Linked DNA regions of Danio rerio: region 1 is linked to region 2. The links are chromatin contacts, called in public HiCAR-type maps. All regions are on one chromosome and are shown on one strand. Each heading gives the region's core, a stretch centred on a gene start, on an enhancer-like site or on the middle of the called end of the contact. The rest is flanking DNA. Distances are from core to core; before and after follow the strand shown.

Region 1 (2,700 bases), core at 169-2,668, 250 kb before region 2:
TGCTGAAATTCGTATTAAAATCTGTTTTATTTGTATTGTGTAATGTATGCTTGTAAGGTCTATATTGTGAAAAGGGGAAAAACAATAAATCGTTGTTTGAATGCTGTAATGTTTAAATAATTTCCAATAAAAATGCATGAAGGTCATGAGACCATCAGGAAGAACACAGCATCTCATTTCTTACAGGACATGTTCCGTGTTCTCGTGGTCTCCTGAGTTCGTTCTTCTGAGGTGACCTGGCAAGACCAGTCTTCACTAGAACGCAAGTCTGTTCTCTGCGTTCTTGAAATTGAGAAATAGCCAATGAAAATGAACAAAAAAAGCACTGTACCAAACCATAACACTCAGTGGAATCTGGCCAAAAGGTGACCCATACAGAACCGAACTACACCACTCAGTGGAAATGGGCCAAAAGGTGATGGGTACAGAATCATAACACTCAGTGGAAACAAGGCATAAAAGTGGAGTGGAAGGCAGCCCAGGATATGATCCATGTCACTAGCTAAAACTGCTTATTTCTCTAGATTTGACCATTCTTTTAAAACATTTGGGCACAATTTTGTAAAAAATAGTAAAAATTCAGCAAAATACAAAACATTGTTCTAGTATTTTTTTATTTTAAAATATCGTACGTCTTGTCACATTAAACACGTGCACACTAGAATATTTTGTGTATTATTTAGTTTTTATTAAAAGTGCTAAACACACACAAAAACAACGTGATTATGCATGTTGACAATAATTCAACAGCTTTTATCAAATTAGTCTGGCGTTTCTTAAAACAAAACAAAAAAGTAAACAATGTACTAATCCTGTCATCGTTGGTCTCTGTGAGTGATTTTCGCGCCACCTGCTCTGGATCAACAAACAGCAGCGTTTAGTTATATAGAAATACGGGCAACGTTAATGTGACTTACCGATGTTGGCAGGAAAAGGGACCTCGTGAACAGCAGGATCTAAATTGATGACATATGGAGGAGTTTTCTTGGAGTGCAGGTAAGCTGTGAGCCTCTGGAGAAAAAAAAAAGAAATGACTTGAAATTTGTTAAAATCTGACTCGAGTTAATGCGTAGTATTGGAGTTGGGCGACTGTCAGTTTATCTCATCACAATTATCACACATAACATTGGCAGAATCGTAATCTAGTCAAGTGAATGTTAAATCATTATAATTTAAGACATCTGTTATCACCATCGTATCGCTGTCAGTCTTACCTGCACAAAAGTAGTTTTTCCTGACCCTGCCATGCCCAGAACTATGAGACACACCGGTTTCGGTTCTGTACTGTGTTCGTTAGACGAACTCTGGCTCGGTGTCGGTTCATCATCTTGATCTCTATTTTTAATGTTATCACTTTCACATGATGCTCCATCGTTGTTTCCTGCTGCTGCTGTCGCCATGCTGCTACACTTACCGTCAAGTAATGTTTACTGACGTAAAGAGACGAAAAACATTCTGGCGTAGCGACTTATGACCACTAGAGAGCAGCAGAGTCAATAGGATTTGTTTGCTCTTTATAAAACGTGACTAAATGACAAAATGATCAGCAAATTTATAAATATAACAGGGGGGTTCGAGTGGTTCGAACGTAAATGTGTTTCCCAGTGATGGGTTGCAGCTGGAAGGGCATCCACTGCGTAAAACGTTCATTCCGCTGTGGTAACCGCAGATTAATAAAGGGACTAAGCCGATAAGAAAATTAATGAATTCATAACAATTATCAATATCCATATATGTCAGCATTTTGCAGTAATGTGGAAAAATACAATTGTAAATTTACAGCACAGAAATTATTGTGTGTGTGTGTGTGTGTGTGTGTGTGTCTTTACTTTAAATGGGTGTGAGCATTTCCCCTGCAAAAAAGCGACAATAATCCAATAATTAAACTAACACAACCCAGCAGACACACAGCATCATAAGACGTAAATATTAGGTTAGATTTAGGTCGCCAGCGTTCAAGGACAATGCTATTTTGACCTCCAATAATGACGTGAAATGTTGATATTTTGTTTATTTTAGGTTGTGTTGGAAAGTGACCAAAATCCAACGTCGAGCCAACATCTTAAACCAACGCCATATTGGCGTCAAATATTAACATTTATCCCTCAGGTATGGCAACCAAAATCCAACATAGACGTCACATAACGTCCACACAACGTCATGTAACATCATTAGACGTTAATGTTTTGTTGTTTTTAGGTTGCGTTAGAAAGTTAGCAAAATCCAATGTCGGCCCGATGCTGAACATTGATGTGAAAATATTATCTAAGTTAGTTAAAAAAAATAAAAAATAAAATAATAGTAATAATAATAAGCAAATGTAAATGCATGTAATGCATTATTTGTCTTCATTTATCTATGCACATTTAGAAGAGTAATAAAAGTGTATTTGTCATAAAATATTTAGTTTTACTTATGACCTCAAAAATATGACCTCAAATGTTTCTTTACAAGAATTATCTACCTAGTATTATTAAATAAGTAAACATATGTGTCGTATGCATTTTCTCTGTTACTGCTTTTGTCGTTAACTGAGAGACCTGAGTCAGATTAAAAAGCATTTACTGGCACCGTTTGTATATACCAAAAATAGCTCTTATATCTATCTTGTCTGCATCAACACAAACACTGACGACTTGTGTTTTTTTCCATACGGCTCTGCTCTTCTTCATGGCAGTGCTGCATTAATACAGTCTGAGA
Region 2 (2,700 bases), core at 88-2,587:
ACAAAGACAGAGTTGTTTAAAGCATATGCATCACTTTGGCTCAGATTGTAGTCAGAAAGACAAAGGTTAAATGTCCCTCCTAGCTGGGATGTTAATGAAATGAATTAATTAAAAAACAAAGGATATAACTTTTCAGTTATACATAGATTATTGTTCATTTGGAATTAAGATGATAAAAATGTATATGTCCACAAATATCATTTCAGAAAAGCATAATTTGCCAATTCTAAATAGGGATATCATATTAGCAGCCAATCACTATCAAAGTAGTCATCATCAAGGTGACGCAGTCACAACCACAATCGCCTAACAGCAAGAAAGTCACTGGTTTGAGCCTCTACTGGGTCAGTTGGCATTTCTGTGTGGAGTTTGCATGTTTTCCCTGTGTTGGCGTGGGTTTTCTCTGGGTGCTCCAGTTTCCCCCACAAGTCCAAAGACATACACTATAGGTGAATTGAATAAGCTAATTTGGCCATAGTGTATAAGTGTGAATGCAAGAGTGTATGGGTGTTTCCCAGTGTTGGGCTGCGGCTGGAAGGGCATCCGCTGCGTAAAATATATGCTGGATAAGTTGACAGTTCTTTCCGGCCCCTGATGAATACAGGGACTAAGCCGAAAGAAAATGAATGAATGACTATCAAAGTGCAACATTGTTTACAGTCAATTAAATAGTGCTAATGTTGTTTTGAAGTGATATTTGCATGTAAATATTCAAAGTAGTGTGCTACAAAATTTAAGAACCAATAAAATGAACGAATGTGCAAATATAAAACCATAAAACCAACTTTACCTCAATCTAATGCGCTATGAATTATCAACAACTATTAATGAGCGATTGCATTTTCATTAATTAATCATAAAAAAAGATAAATAAATATTGTAAAAAGTGCACTTTTATATTATAAAATACATTAACTAATGGAACTTTATTGTAAATAGTTACCCTGAATATGTCGTTGTACAACAGTAGGTAGAAACCACTTACTCAGCTACTGGTCCAGGAGCCAAAGACCCCATAAATGCACAAGGGGCCCCGAGAAGAGACAAAACAGTGCACGTGTTTGATGCGTTTCCTCCTCTCTGCCATCTCTGAGACACGCACCTAACATGATCAACAATTGCGTTATTTTATGACACCGGTGATGCAACATTAACTGCAGGGTATATCAAGTCTATATGGGTGGTTATGCTTTAGGAATGCTAACGCAAAACGTGCACTGATATAGTAATATTGTACAAGCTGTGGGATAGTTTCCGAATTTCCTATTACCTGGTATCAGTATCTTCTTCCGGGTATTTATCCACAACATTTATAATATCCAGACACACCAAACCAATGCAGAGTATCTTTTTCTCTCCCATATTCTCCCTGCAGAAAGAAATCCTGAACTATGGACCTGGGAGGAGAGGTCATAACGTCACACTATTCCGAAGATTTTTCTTTCTGAGTGAATGGGTGAGGTAAACACTGATACGAAGTGTGACGGCTTTTACCGAGTGTGTCCGAAAGTACCAGCACGAACGGAACGAAAGACACGATAATTTCCGAAGTTTACCGAGTGTCGATGCGAGCTCTTACCGTTAATTTTTTTGTGCTGTAATGCCTGTAGTTGTTTACAAACGTATTTTATTCCACGGGCATACAGATTATTTGTTCATTCATCGTTATCTTTTATAAATATACAAATACTGTTGTATTTTAGGCAGTTTCCTGCGTGCTGATAGTTGACGAGAGTTTCGGTAAGCATAACGTTAACGTATCTGTTGACTTTCTAAACTTACATATTTACGTTTAAGTACCCGTGTTTGTATAATGTATAAATATGTCGACATATTTATGTATATTTAACGTTAGGCAGTTTCATAAATTCAACTCTAAGAACATTTTGACCAATTAGCAGTAACGTCAAAGGAAATTGATTTAAATGACAACAAACGAACAATCTAGTCTACGTTTTAAAATTTTATTTCCAGTCTTTAATATTAAATATTATTTAAATACTTTTTACATTTTATGTGTATGTTCAGGGGCGGATTTGGTGATTTGGGGGGCCCAAAATCTATCTATCTATCTATCTATCTATCTATCTATCTATCTATCTATCTATCTGTCTGTCTGTCTGTCTGTCTGTCTGTCTGTCTGTCTGTCTGTCTGTCTGTCTGTCTGTCTGTCTGTCTGTCTGTCTGTCGGTCCGTCCGTCCGTCCGTCCGTCCGTCCGTCTATAATCTTGTTTCTAGATTTTAATCTTAATATAATCTCTACATTTTCAAATTAATTGATTCTTAAAATGACTAAAAATGACTGAAACTAAAATAATAAACTTTTTTGTTTGTAAAACAAAATCATTACCTGACTGTATTGCTGGACTGATTCATGATTGGGGGAGCGAGACAGATTTGCATGGATGTAACAATTATATATTTTTATTTGTTAGACCCTCACCATAGAAAATATGATAGAAAACTACTTTAAGTTACATATTATTTATAGAAACTTCTTGGTTTTATTGGGGGCCCCTGATTTCCTGATGCCCTAAATGGCTGCTTACCTTGCCTATTGGTTAAATCCGGCCCTATATATGTTTATCTCTCATCAAGGCACAACAAGCTTTGGCAATACTAAAAAATTGAATGTACACATGATATGATATTCTATTTTAATGTTAATGCTATTTATCATTTCTTAAAACAGACCATGAA

Evidence for each region. HiCAR-type assays count read pairs that join an accessible place to other places.
Region 1: a contact with region 2 is called in a HiCAR-type map of caudal fin, with 10 times the contacts expected there. The contact joins the promoter of gpn1 here to the promoter of ankef1b in region 2. A contact is called at or near these places in 6 of 18 Hi-C or Micro-C datasets (caudal fin, embryo, fibroblasts and 2 more) and 2 of 4 datasets of contacts at active chromatin or transcription factors (caudal fin and embryo).

What each region holds. Positions count from the first base shown.
Region 1 is chr17:13,860,883-13,863,582 of GRCz12tu, reverse strand. gpn1 (GPN-loop GTPase 1) reads right to left here and starts at 1,418. Exons shown (of 14, transcript NM_001003633.1): 1 at 1,215-1,418; 2 at 918-1,011. The coding sequence starts at 1,247. It overlaps LOC141378526 (a long non-coding RNA gene), which reads left to right and starts at 2,020. Exons shown (of 5, transcript XR_012393249.1): 1 at 2,020-2,109; 2 at 2,678-2,700.
Region 2 is chr17:13,609,462-13,612,161 of GRCz12tu, reverse strand. ankef1b (ankyrin repeat and EF-hand domain containing 1b) reads left to right here and starts at 1,337. Exons shown (of 9, transcript XM_068214535.1): 1 at 1,337-1,456; 2 at 2,693-2,700. The coding sequence starts at 1,337. khk (ketohexokinase) reads right to left here and starts at 1,634. Exons shown (of 8, transcript NM_001002636.1): 1 at 1,271-1,634; 2 at 986-1,102. The coding sequence starts at 1,362.